2 separate regions of the Zea mays genome follow, and region 2 is linked to region 1. Evidence: chromatin contacts called from public Hi-C data. All regions are on one chromosome and are shown on one strand. The core of a region is the stretch at or near the end of the contact, and the rest is flanking DNA. Distances in the headings are between cores, read along the strand shown. Region 1 holds the start of LOC103643134 (nitrate reductase [NADH]-like). Region 2 has its middle 42 kb from the start of LOC103643135.

The links. A called contact is a pair of places that touch in the nucleus more often than the background predicts.
Region 2: a Hi-C map of leaf shows a contact between it and region 1, with 5 times the contacts expected there. The contact joins the enhancer-like site here to the promoter of LOC103643134 in region 1. A contact is called at or near these places in 7 of 25 Hi-C or Micro-C datasets (bundle sheath, ear, endosperm and 3 more).

The regions. Positions count from the first base shown.
Region 1 is chr1:203,090,111-203,097,475 of Zm-B73-REFERENCE-NAM-5.0, reverse strand. LOC103643134 (nitrate reductase [NADH]-like) reads left to right here and starts at 3,268. Exons shown (of 4, transcript XM_008666285.2): 1 at 3,268-4,392; 2 at 4,485-4,625; 3 at 6,180-6,412; 4 at 6,528-7,365. The coding sequence starts at 3,387.
Region 2 is chr1:203,165,307-203,172,690 of Zm-B73-REFERENCE-NAM-5.0, reverse strand. No RefSeq gene overlaps it. Among protein-coding and RNA genes, the nearest start is that of LOC103643135, 42 kb to the left of the region's middle. Within about 2 kb of position 5,295, at least 10 of the 20 cell types and tissues checked have an H3K27ac peak or open chromatin away from gene starts, as enhancers often do. A contact at or near this core is called in leaf, where this site is marked.

The sequences.
Region 1 (7,365 bases), core at 2,019-4,518:
TCATCCTTATGAATAACAGGGCCAGAGATTAGTAGGACAAAGGAGATAACAACTTAGGCACAGCAAGGCTCACCTATACAAGAAGATTCAAGAGCCGAGTATTCTCTTCCTGACCCTATAACTCGACCAAATAAGCCTCGGGGGCTACTGTTAAAGATATATATTAGAGATATCCAACGTGAAAGGCCATAACAGGTGGGTTTATGGGCTCAATCGAGTGTCTAGTAACTCGGCACACACAATCAGAGTAAGATCTCATCCGCAAGGAAGCTCTAGAAAGATAAATATTCTAGAGATCCTACGAGATTAGGAGATAATAATATTGATATCCATGTACATATGACAACACCCGGTTGTTGATAAGAGTGAAAACATACACAGATAGAGATTAGGTACCCAATAAAAAGGGTGGAATCAGCTAGGTTTGGTTATTATTCATATCTTGTAACCGGGCTAGATCCATATTTTGTAAATGACGCCCCTACTTGAACTACAAAAGGAGGACCTAAACGCCCTAAGACAACGGATCATCTAATCACATTGCATAGCCAATAGATACCACCACAAACATGACGTAGGATGTTATCTCACACTGAGAGCTCGAACTTGTGTAAATCTTCGAGTCTCCTGCGCCTTTACTTTTAGTTCTCGGTCTCGTGAAACCCCATAAATTCACTACCGAACAATCCTCGGCAATGTCGATTACAGATTTCACGAGAATGACTAACTATTCTGGCGGTCGCACTGTCTTTCTATTTATAGTGGTCAAGTTCATATACAATTAGAAATTGTTTTGATTATCCGGGGGCCTTCTATTTATGGTGATCAAGTTCATATACAATTTCTATTTTTAGTGGTCGTGGTCCTTCAAACCATGTCAATCCCTTTCTCCTGATATAACAATAAGAAATTGTTTTGGTTATCCAGGACCTTCGGGCAGAAAACTTCTCTCCAACATAGATCATGCAACGAAATTCAGAATTGGACAACTTAAACTAATTCACAACAGTTCAATTAGCAAGTCGAAGTACTGGGTTCACAGCATGCCAAAGTGAAGATCAGCTGCAATCGAACTTTGTTGTCCAAAAATAAATATCTCTATTCACATTTTTCCGAAAACAAATGCAGGAACGGAAAGGTTGTGCAGGATGTAGGTTGCAGGAATGATTCACTGCATCACAAAGCAGTTTCGCCAACGCATAGAACTGTCAAACATAAACTAGAATTTGCAAGTAGTACAATATAGTTGTATCCCTTCTAACAAGAGTGCCCAGGTTTGGCAAAAATCACATGATCTTCTAGGTAAAATGGAAATGCAACAATACCTAAGTACCATCAGTAAACTTTTCAATACAAGAACAAGAAAAGGACACAGAGGCTACAAGGACAACCGACAACAATTCAGTGCTTAAATGAGACCAAACCTTCCAGGCATTTCGTCAACAGCTGCTGGACCTCCCGAATTATCGTCCAATGGTACAAAGTGAAATACAGGATTAAAAATTTGCACGGATGATCATTCCAGATTAGCAATTAAAAAGTTAGAAATCGTATCATGTAAACGAACAAATATATACTTTGCCAGCAGACTTGCTCGCTTATGTCTTCCTGATGCAGTGATGCTCGCTCGGCTGATGCCCGCTCGCCTGCTCCAGCGTTCGCCGCGCTCCCAGCGAGGCCAAGGCAGTAGCGCCGGCGACGAGGGGGCCGGGCCACGCCCCGGTAGGAACGCGCGAATTCTGTCGGTGGAGCGAGCGAGAAAGGAGATGAGCAAACAGAGACGATAAGTGAGTACTTTGCAGAGGTACGAAACCGCTTCGAAGCTTTCTTTGAACAGCTCTAAAAACAGCGAACATGGCCTATAGATCTACTATTAAGGTGAATCTAATACGGTGTTTGGTTTCTGCGGACTAATATTTAGTTCCTACATTTTATTCTATTTTAATATTTAAATTATTAAATATGAAAATTAACTCTATTTTTGTTTCTGTATTTAATAATTTAGAGACTAAAATAAAATAAAATAAAATAAAGAGACTAAAAATTAGTCTCTAGAAACTAAACACTCTCTAAATTTAAATTTAGTGAACTCGGAGTGTTTGACCTACTCTTTATAGAGATAGAAAATCATTTTTTTGTATGAATTAAGAGCTCGTGAAGCTCTGCCAAAAATCTCTTAAACACCCTGCTGCAGGATCAAAATTCAGAAACCAGACCAAATCGCATATAAATGGATGAACAATAACCTAGTTGTGACCATTATTGAAGTTATCACGGGTAATATGGGTGTAGATGGTACGGATAATTATTTGTCCGTATTCAAATTCGATTCGTCAAAAAGGTTCGATTCGTATTCGAGTCCGGGTGCTCAATATGTGATCTGTATCCAACTTTTATCTATATATGTATTCTCAAAGTTGGATGTACAAGATATTAATATCTATTTAAATTTTATCCGACACAACTTGATAATATATGTATTGGATTTGAACTGAAGAGAAAAAATATGAAAACAATTACGAAATAAGCAATATCCATCCGTATCGAATCCTATTACAAGAAACTCACGGATAATTTTATCGATAGATTTATTAGAACAAATCGCAAATGTAGACAAGCCAAATCTAAGGAATTACTTAACTAACGAACGAGGTGTGTGTCTTTTGTTCTTCTTGCCAAATGATATAGTCTAACTAATTATTAATTATTACCCAAATGGTAATTATATCGTTAGGGCATGTACAGTGGAGAGACACCAAAACGGTTCTCCAAGCACAGGAGACAACTAAGAGACTCTATTGTACAATGGAGTGTCTATAAACGTAGTCTATTAATAAATACAGAATTAAATGTATTTGTATAGCATCAGATCGATAGAACAGACAACAAATTCGTACAGTGGGAAGTGAGGCGTCTGTTGTTACTTGGTTTACGAGCCAGAGGCGTCTCTTCACGGAGAGACGGCTCTAAGATTTTTTTTTTGCAAATAACCACCTAAAACACCTTAAGAGCCCCCACATTAAACACCACTGTACATGCCCTTAGTTAGACCAAACAAGCTAGTTAGTAACCGCTAATAGTTAGCTAATTCATCTAAACAGAGCCTAAAATGAAAGTCAGTCAATAATCACAGAATCCCACCTTATTTTTGGTGGTCAGCTGGGTGTAGAAAAACTTGTGGCGCACACTGACTCTGAGGCGCCATGTCACGCTGGAGCACCTGCGCCCGTGTGTATATATTATGAGCCGCCGCCTGTCGTACTGCCTTGCACAGACAACAACACCAAGCCACTTCCAGCAGCCTTCCTTCCAGGCCAGCTACAACTGCTGGGCTCATCACCAGAAACCAGAACGCAGTCGGCAGGCAACACCTCTCCTGAACCGAAATGGCCGCTGTCGAGCCCCGGCAGTTCGGCCGTCTGGAGCCGGCGCGCGTCGGCGCGTACCCTCCCCCGCCGAGCCACATCCCGCGGCGCGCGGACTCGCCCGCGCGCGGCTGCGGTTTCCCTCCCCTCGTCTCCCCACCCCGCAGCACGTCGGACGATGCGTCGTCGTCGGACGACGAGCAGGATGACTGGCGCGAGCTGTACGGGTCGCAGCTGCAGCTGGAGGTGGAGCCGGCGGCGCAGGACCCGCGCGACGAGGGCACCGCGGACGCGTGGGTCGAGCGCAACCCGTGCCTGGTCCGGCTGACGGGGAAGCACCCGCTGAACTGCGAGCCGCCGCTGGCGCGGCTGATGCAGCACGGCTTCATCACCCCGGCGCCGCTGCACTACGTGCGCAACCACGGCGCCGTGCCGCGCGGGGACTGGGCGACGTGGGCCGTGGAGGTGACGGGCCTCGTGAGGCGGCCCGCGCGGCTCACCATGGACGAGCTGGCGCGGGACTTCCCCGCCGTGGAGATCCCCGTGACGCTGGCGTGCGCGGGCAACCGGCGCAAGGAGCAGAACATGGTGCGGCAGACGGCGGGCTTCGGCTGGGGCGCCGCCGGCGTGTCCACGTCCGTGTGGCGCGGCGCGCGCCTCCGCGACGTGCTCCGCCGCTGCGGCGTCGCGCCCCGTCACGGCGGCGCGCTCAACGTCTGCTTCGAGGGCGCCGAGGACCTCCCCGGCGGCGGCGGCGGCGGGTCCAAGTACGGCACCAGCGTCCCGCGCGAGTGGGCCCTGGACCCGTCGCGCGACATCATGCTCGCGTACATGCAGAACGGCGAGCCGCTGCTGCCCGACCACGGCTTCCCCGTGCGCGTCATCATCCCGGGCTGCATCGGCGGCCGCATGGTCAAGTGGCTGAAGCGCATCGTCGTCACCCCCGCCGAGTCCGACAACTACTACCATTACAAGGACAACCGCGTCCTGCCGTCGCACGTCGACGCCGAGCTCGCCAACGCTGAGGGTAACTAGTGTTTGTTTGTTTGTTTACTACGGATCGGAAGCAAAGCAAGCAAGCGAAACGGGATTTTGATCTTGCTGCTGCAAAATGAGCAGCGTGGTGGTACAAGCCGGAGTACATCATCAACGAGCTGAACATAAACTCGGTGATAACGACGCCGGGGCACGACGAGATCCTGCCCATCAACGGCATCACCACACAGCGCGGCTACACCATGAAAGGATACGCCTACTCCGGTAAGTATACATACGCGGTCGCTGACTTTTCCTAGCTACGTACTTTTGGCATACGACTTACTTACTTAGCTAGTACAAATTCAATATGGAACTTGGCGCCGTTTTCTCTTTTGTTTTCCCAAATTCATAGCGGCGCCTTGGCACGGCTTAATTACATTTAATTTCACCCAACAAATTGCTGTTACAAGATGTACTTCGTAACCTTGTATCCTGTTGATACTACTTGGGTCATATTCTTAATACGTCAAGGGGGGAAAAACGTAGGAGTCACGCATGACTAGTGCTGCCATGAAGCTAGGTACATGCCTGAAAGAAGGCATTTCCCAAAAACAAATTTTAAGTCTCACCACCGAATACAATACGCAGCGGACAGCAACGACTCAACTAATTAAGCAGTTTAAAAATAACCGATGATGGACAAGCAATTTAACAGCGCAACGAAGATCGTAAACATGGAGCTGCCAGGGACGTATGTTGACAGCATCAAACTTAAAAGGTATACATGGCTTAACAAGAAAGGCGTGCAGTTTCAATTCGGTGACGCTGAACTTTTGACCGCTGATGCATGGCATGGGGGGCACTGACTGAGGACACTAAAAAGCATTCTGCGAACAAGTAGTTGACCCTTTCATGCTAGAAGTCGTAGCTTGTCTACTTCACCAGCAGCAGTAGGGATGGCAACGGGGAATAGCTTCCCATCTCCGTTCCCGCAACGAAAAAACTTTCCCGCGGAGATCCCTATGAACGCTTGCGAGGAACATTTCTTTCCCATTCTCGTTCCCCGCGAGGATAAATCTCCAACGGGAATCCTCATCCCCGTTTAAATTTTAATTAAGACATATGTACTTTACTATTAATGTTAAATATTGTCACTTATACACATTGTCAGATATAACAAATCATTATGCATACATCAAAATAAACACATTTATACAATTAGTGGTCTCTTGATAAGGTAATTATTTATTTTTGTCGTTAACTAGTACACAAAACATAGTCACGTGCAAGTTTAACGGGTCCCCTCGGGAAACGGGGATGGGGAATGTTTCCCCGTCCCCATCCCCGTTTACCCGTCGAGGGATAAATTTTCCAAGTTTATATCCCCACGGGGGAAGTTTCTTCCCCATCTCCATCCTCTAATGGAGGAATTCCCCACGGGGAATCGGGGATCGGATCTCCATTGCCATATCTAAGCAGCAGCAGGCAGCAGCACAGATTCTCAACAGCAGTCCCACAGATTATAGAAGTCGAAGCTTGTGGGAACCGGGTGCTGGAGGAAAACCATGCACAAGTTGGTAGTAGTTTGCTACTACGCCCCATTACTTTTGCTTTTGCGACTGTCGGAGAGGTCGCCGCCGGATTACTTGTCGAATCTGGAAAGGAAGGAACAAGCCGTCACTAGTGTTGTTTTGTCGGGATAGCCGTGCGCTAGCTGTGGCCTGTGGGCCTGTGCCAACATTTAGGTTTCACCTGGTGCCGTCGACAGTAGAAGAGACGTACGGTGAAAGTGTCATGAACCTTACGGCTTTTTCTCGGTGTTTTGGTGCGGCGTAGGCGGCGGCAAGAAGGTGACGCGGGTAGAGGTGACGCTGGACGGCGGCGAGACATGGCTGGTGTGCGACCTCGCCCACCCGGAGAAGCCCAACAAGTACGGCAAGTACTGGTGCTGGTGCTTCTGGTCCGTCGAGGTGGAGGTCCTCGACCTCCTCGGCGCCAAGGAGATCGCCGTGCGCGCATGGGACCAGTCGCTCAACACCCAGCCCGAGAGGCTCATATGGAACCTCATGGTACATTGTGTACATACATATATATACTGACAAGTTTTCATCTGTTCCTGGTGGATTATTTATTCTGACGATGGCGCTCGAACAACTGTTTCGCTGTTTGGCACGCACGGCACAGGGGATGATGAACAACTGCTGGTTCAAGGTGAAGGTGAACGTGTGCCGTCCGCACAGGGGCGAGATCGGGCTGGTGTTCGAGCACCCGACGCAGCCGGGCAACCAGGCCGGCGGCTGGATGGCGCGGCAGAAGCACCTGGAGAAGACGGCGGAGGCGGCCGCGCCGGGGCTGAAGCGCAGCACGTCCACGCCCTTCATGAGCACCACCGACGGCGGCCACCAGCAGCTCACCATGTCCGAGGTGAGCAGGCACGCGTCGCGGGACTCGGCGTGGGTCGTCGTCCACGGCCACGTCTACGACTGCACCAGGTTCCTCAGGGACCACCCGGGCGGCGCCGACAGCATCCTCATCAACGCCGGCACCGACTGCACCGAGGAATTCGACGCCATCCACTCCGACAAGGCCAAGGCTCTGCTCGACGCCTACCGTGTCGGCGAGCTCATCGCCACCGGCACCTCCGACAGCTCCGTCCACGGCGGCTCCGCGCTGCCGTCCCACCTCCTCGCGCCCATCCGCGAGGCCGCCAGGGCCCCGGCCCCCGCGCTCTCCGGCCCGCGCGACAAGGTCCGCTGCCGGCTCGTCGGCAGGACGGAGCTGTCCCGCGACGTCCGCCTCCTCCGCTTCTCCCTGCCGTCGCCGGACCAGGCGCTCGGCCTGCCCATCGGCAAGCACGTCTCCGTCTGCGCCAGCATCGACGGGAAGCTGTGCATGCGGGCGTACACGCCGACGAGCGTGGCGGACGAGGTCGGCCACTTCGACCTCCTCGTCAAGGTGTACTTCAGGGACGAGCACCCCAAGTTCCCCAGCGGCGGGCTCATGACGCAGCACCTGGACTCGC
Region 2 (7,384 bases), core at 4,046-6,545, 73 kb before region 1:
AAAACCAACGAGATCGCTAAAAATCATGTCTAATCAAAAGTTAGACTAAATTAAAAAGAGTGTCTACCCATGCTTCTACGTATTTGTCGAGGCTACGCCTGCCTTGGTGGTGGGAGGGACCTTGCATCATCAAACGTTGTTCCCGGCTAGCGTTGTGGGCCTCGTCCCACTCGGTCGAGCAACACCTTTGCACCATCTGCTCCCAACACTTAGGATGCACGGTGCACCAATAAGGAATCATCTACCAAAAAACAAGTACCCAACGTATCAGAAGATATAATTAAGCACATTTAATATCAATATTAGTGTTCTATATTTACCTGCAAGTACTGGTCTAGAGTCAACAACATGGTTCGGGCGTTCTTCTTGCTCAGCTCATCCCCAAGCATGGACCCGCAGTAAGTGACGATGGCCTGGATGCGCGCCTCATAGTGCGTGTCCACGATGAGCTTCTTACAGCTCATGGTAGCCAACACATTCGCCCTGGCCACGCATCTAAAGAAATCCTGCATACAAAGACGATGTATCCATACATTATTTCAAGAATGTACAAAGAATGTGACGTATTAAGCAATATAGGAAAACTTACCCACATCTCTTGCTTCACCTGCTCCGCCTTGTTGTTGAATTGTCTTTCGTCCCGATCCACCGCATCGGGAGCAACGGCGTAGAGGTTGAAGGAATAGGTCGGTCCTGTCACTTCGGCATACTCAACAAGTCCACAGAAGTGTTCCCTGCACAGAAGGCCAATGATGCCATTAGGGTTGCGGTCGTGAACCCCTGCAGTCTCTAAAACCTTCAAAGACCTACCCAAGTGATTAGAAAAGTATTAGTTTCTATTTTAAATTTAAACATATAATATAAAGAAGCAGTGACAATATCTAAAGTTACATATATTTCCCCATCTGGTCGAATAAGCGAGCGCCTGCCACTAAGTATCATCTGCTAAGGGAGACTCGCGAGGCCTCGCAAGTAGACGTGCGTCGAACCTGAGGCGCCAGACCTAGAGGCATCCTGGTGAGCGTCGTCGTCATCCTGCTGCGCCGCATCGACAGCGGCATGCTGCTCCACCTGCTGTTATATGGCGTCGTCCTGCTGCGCCTCCTCCTCCGTCATACGGGTGCTCCTCCTCCCCCTCCCCGTCCTTGTTCCACCATCCACCATCTTTGTCCAACCATTTACAATTAAGAGTAAGCAAATAAACACGGATAAAAAATTGTATTTAGAAACATATGTGAAATAAATAAAAATATACCATTACGTCGCTTAAAAATAATCTTCATATGTGTCCGGATTAGCCGGATCATAAGTCTCATAATCACTATCGACCATTTTATAGTCAACATCATCTGAAGGTGCAAGTTTGTCATTGTCATTGCCTTCAATAATTTCTAAGTCATTCTCATTTTGCACTGCATCCTCCTCCTCATCAACAACCATTTCAATATCTACTTCTAGATTGCTTCGGTAAAGTCTATCTCAAATCGCCCTTCTAGCTCATCTTCTTGAAAGAAAACTCTGTCATATGTGTTCGGGTCTAAGTTATAATCTTCATCATTTGGAACAGGTAGTTTACTGTGTGGTGATACCTTATACACAACATCTCAAACCTTAATATGTTCTTTTGTTTGGCACACATATGGGAGATAATACACTTGTGTGGCCTATTGGGCCACGATATAGGCATCGTCTCCTGGTAAGGTGGAATCCTATCGAATTTTGACTAGCCCAATATTAGAATGTGTCTATCTCATCACTTCAGGGTCAAACTAATGACATTTGAATATCACTAGAATAAGAGGTTTGGAATCATGAAAATTGAGTTCATATATTTCTTCAATTATTCCATAATACTTGACCTCATCAAGCCTGGGCGTAAAGACTCCAGAATACGTGGTTTTTCAATTGGGTTGACTTTGGTTGTAGCTTGTTATGCGAAAATGATATCCATTGACGTCATACCCAGAAAATTTCTTGACCCTATAGGCAAAGCCATTGGCTACTTGTCTCAACTCGGCACTCGTAGACGGGTCTCTTGGGCCCTACAAGTTCAAACACGCTAGAATGTTATATTATTCGCACATAAGTTCATTTTCACCATCATTGTAACGAGGGGGTGGATTATGCACGCTCAGCAGTTTGTCACCATAGTAAGTTGTTGTGAAGTTTGACACCTCCTCTAGTATGTATGTCTCTGCAATGGAAGCCTTAATTTTGCATTTATTTCTACATTTCTTTTGAATCGTCTTTAGACATTTCTCGATTGGATAGCACCAACGTCCCTGCAAGCCCCCCCATTCGTGCCTCATACGGAAGATGAAGAATCAAATGTTGCATCAGAATGAAGAAGTCGGATGGAAACATCTTCTCCAGCTTACACAGTAACACGGGTGCCATTCTTTTTAAGTCTGTAATTAAGGACCGAGATAACTCTTTTGCACAAAGTTGGCAGAAGAAATAACTCAACTCTGGAAGCGCTAGCCAGACATGCTTAGGGACATAGCCTTAAAGCATCACCGGAAGAGTTAGTTTAATCCATATGTGAAAGCCATGACTCTTCATCCCTAAGACTCGCAAAGTAGATAAGTTCACCCCTACTCAGGTTAGCTGCATACTCATCAGGAAACATTAACATCTTGATCCATTGTAGTACATCCTTCCTCTGGGCCCTGCTAAAGACGAAATCGGCCTTAGGCCTTCTCCATGTCTTTCCACCACTAGGCGGCTTCATCTCTTGGTTTGGTCTCACAAAACGCTGACAAATCTACTCTTGCCTTTATGTTATCCTTTGACTTATCAGGAATGTCCATAATTGTTGCCCATAGTTTCTCGGTGATACTCTTTTGAGTGTGCATAACATCAATGTTGTGTGGAAGGAGAAGGTCGTCACAATATGGGAGCCGAGTCAAGGCTGACTTATGGGTCCACATATGTTGCTCATCATATCCCACAAAAAACCACCTTCTAGATTGACCACGAGACCATCTATCTGTTGAAAAACTTCGACACCAGTCATCATTGCAAGTGGGCGGTCTGTCACTACGACATCTTTCATAAAGTTCTTGATGTCTAGTCAAAATGCATGGTTAGGAGGGAGTAATTATCGATGTTTATCGAACGACAAATATTTGTCACCCTTCTTCAACCAAATGAACCTAAGAGCTTCCTTGCAAACTGGGCGTGGGAACTTACCGTGAACACACCAGGCGCAAAATAGCTCATACATCGGTAAGTCATGCATGGAGTACTGGTACCAAACATGCATTTTGAAATTTTTCTTCGTAGCTCGGTCGTACGTCCATACCCCTTCCTCCCAAGCATGGACCAATTCATCATTAAAGGCTCCATCTACATGCCCATTTTATTCCCTGGGTATCCAAGAATTATCAACGACACGAATATGTTCTATTTTTGAAAGCATACACCGGCGGATATTGATGGGGAGAACGAACATGTGCCAACATGTGTATGGGGTAGCGATCATTCCATAGTGATTGAACCCATCAAGGGACTAGACGCGCTCCTTTAGCACCTTAGCCAAATGCCTGTTCTAAGAAAGCATCGGTCTTTATAATCCATTTACGGGTGATAAAAATTTGACAGTGTTTCGTAAAAGTTGTCACGCACTATGTGTAGAAACATATCCGGTCTCCATTGAAGTTTTATGATTTAATGTGACGGATGGCTAGGTTTCTACACATAGTGGGTGACAACTTTTACGAAACACTGCCAAATTTTTATTAGGGTCTCTACATATGATATCATGACATGCGAACAAGTTTCATGATTTTTTACTTTGTTTGTTTTTTATACAATTTTAAAACAACTAGATCATAAGTTCACGTTCATGTTTCGTGAAAATGGTGCACGAAAATTCTGGTATGATCCTGAAATAGGTCATAACTTGTGCTAAATAAAATTAATATTATTTTTGCATTCAGTGTTTTCCATTTTTCGAGTGACTTACGGTTCAAATCTGAATTATTCGAAGAAATTCAATTAAACAAACTAAATCTGATAGTTGTAGCAAACACTTTAATAATTGTGCCAAAATTGAACATGTATGTCTATATACTGTAGGAAAATATCACAAAAAAGTTTGGTGGAAAAAATAAAAAAAACAAATACTCTTTGTCGAGTGAAGGAAAGACACTCGGTAAAATAAATGTGTGTCGAGTGTTTGACAGGTAACACTCAGCAAAGTTAATGGTCATCATCTATAGACGGCTACTGACGGCACTTTGCCGAGCGTCGCATTTCACCGAGAGCTCGACGCTAGGTAAAGCCTTCTTTACCGAGTGTCTTTCTATATCGAGAGTTTCGCCCTTGACAAACGAGGTTTATGCCGAGAGTTTTAGTTCGTCGACGCCGAGCATTCAGCAAAGAGTCTGATTCCGGTAGTGTAAGTTATTCGAGTCCATGACCAACTAGCGTAAAACTCTTGTAAAAAAGGCTAAGATGGAGCTGTTATTAAAACTCTCGTAAAAAAGGCTAAGATTACGCTTTGGTACAGTTAGGCGTAGACAGATTGTTAGTAGACCGTGCCTATTTTATTCACCGTGAAAAGGTTACAGATCCCGGACGCACGCAAGTAGGGATGGAGATTGTTAGTAGACCGTGCCTATTTTATTCACCGTGAAAAGGTTACAGATCCCGGACGCACGCAAGTAGGGATGGGTGTTCGGGTTACTTGAAAATTTCGGGTCGGTTAATTCAGGTACTTAAAATTTTGGATTTTGAGAATCGATACCTAAAATTATAACGGGTTTTACAATTAAAATTCGGGTACCCGGAATTTCGGGTTCGGGTTCGGTTATTCCCGAACTATCCGAATTATTGTGTCGGCTTCATAAAAAAGCATACACCCTATTAAATTAGTATAAAAATACAGTTTGAATAATGATATACATGGACATATAAAACACAAGCAATCTATAATCACAAGTTATACACACTTACACATAATTATAGATGTATAAATTAATAATTAAGCATGACATGAGTACATGACACATGAAAGTTTGGGTATTTTGGGTACCCGATTGTGATACCCGAATTACCCGAAATAAATTCGGGTTTTGCAAGTTGCTATCCGAAATTCCCGAACAAAATTTGGGTTTTGGATATTTCAGATTCGGGTTTTTCAGATTTGGGTTTCGGGTTACGGATTTTTTGTCCAGCCCTACACGCAAGCACTCGCGTCTACATCCAGCTGTATCTGTACACAGCATATAGAACTTGCATGAAATGCCACGACTCTCGCAAACCATACTGATAATTCGCAGAGATGGTACTAGCATTTTAGAATGCAGTGATGTAGCCGTCAGTCATGGACCATGATTGGGTTTGATTGGGCCGTCGATATCAACGAATGGGAAGCGGTTTGTCAGTTCAGACTTGAGAGTTGGCTGAGTTGCCTCGTCAGTTTGTGAGTTCACAGAGCCCGAAAGGCCGGCTGTTCTGCGTACAACCTGCCGCCGCGCGCACCCATATATCCTCGGACGATGCGCAAAGCCAAGAGACCCTCGGTTTGCCACTTCCACTTGGATTGGAGCTGATCAAACCCAAGTTGCCATTCCTCTTCCTCGTGCGAAAGCAGAAAGCTACTCCTCCCTGCGTCCGCAGGAAGTGCATGCAGGCCGTCCTTTTACAGAGGCTGCAAGCAACAAAAGTCTCGGCATGCCAATGACTCGGGCGATTCTTCAGAATCTAAGGCGAATAAACGTCATGGAAAACAGCTAGATTTTCAGGAGAGTTTTTCCACTGCGCAGTACTCCTTGCATTGTCGCAGATTCGTCGTCGTACGAGGAGTCGATCGCTCGATCGGGATCACATGTCAAGCGTGATCAGGAAACGCTCACCGTCCTTGGGACTGGGACGCATTTTGACTTCGGCGATTCTGGATGTTAGGCGAGCGAGGAAAATTCAGAGCAGATTTTTATTTTTATTTTTTTGGATCCTGGCATGCACACGGTACAGTTCTCCTGTTCATAGTCGCGTCTTCGTCGTTGAAGCTGTCACTCAGGGGTGTTTGGCTACACCCACTAAGCTTTATATTAGTCGGAACCATGCATTGGAATGGAAGCCACAGAATATACGCTCTGCTGATGCAATGGCCCTACATCCATCCACGCGACAGATTCCCGATTCCATTTTCCAGCTTTATGATGTTGATGATACATTGACCATCTCTAGCGTAGGGGGGTCCATTACGCAAGTGACGCTTCTGGAGATAGGACAGCACGAGAGCAAGAGAAGTAGTAAGCCTCAATAATGGCACGATGATGCTGTGTTTTATCGTGTCATCTCACCGTAAAGCAAGCCTGAAAGGGCAGCCAAACCGCCCGAGCGGCCAGCCGCGCGCAGGCAGGCATGCATCCCTCGCAAGCAACAGCATCCATCGCCAGCGCCGCCCACTACTTACCCAAATGGCTGGGGAACCCATTGACAAGATAAGAGATCAGAGATGCACGCATCATGCATGAATTCATAGCAGAGGCGCCGAAACCGCTTCTCATTGTTGCTCCGTGGTAACCTGTCCAAATGCTTCACCCCTGTAAAATCTGTTTTGTTATGTATATTGTATTGTTTACAAAGTAAAGTTTAAAATATGGAGTAAGATACCGATAAGGTAGGAAGTCTGCTAAAGATAGCCTTAGATGCCTCCATCGCTAGCCGTTACCGACTGTTGCCGCCTATCGATGGTCAGTTGGGCTATAACGATCAGGCGACACGAACAATATCACAGTATTGACGGCATTAGAACCACACTGTTTAGTACTGATCCACCTGTTGCAGACTCTATTACCACATGACGGCGTTGGGACCGTCACTAACGGAGTCCGGCTCTTTACCGAGTGTCCGGCACTTTGCCGAGTGCTTTTTGTCAGACATTCGACAAAGAAATCTTTGCCGAGTGCCGCGCTCGGCAAAGTCCTACTCTCGGTAATATACTCCGCAAAGAAAACTTTGTCGAGTGTTTATCGGGCTTTGCCTCCGGTAGTACGTATTGATCAGTTGCGACCTACCCGTTGAAGGCCCGATCAATAACGGCTTCGACTAATCGGTACCAACCGTCTATTGTTTCATGACACTTTCTGGTTGGTGCAAAGAGGCCATTCTTTCTTATTAGAAATAAAAATATATAGTACCTCTCAACTACCATGCGAGAGAAAATTTAACAACTTTATTATCCATCTAATTAAATATATATATAGTTCTCCACTTTGTTTATTATAATATATACAATTTCAAAGAATGTATTTAGCAATAATTAATATTTTACCTACTATGCTTCGTACAAGCCTTCCCTTTCTCAAACAAAATATAATATGAAATTTATTAGTAAAAAACTCAAACCCTAGTTCTAGATCTACATACAAAT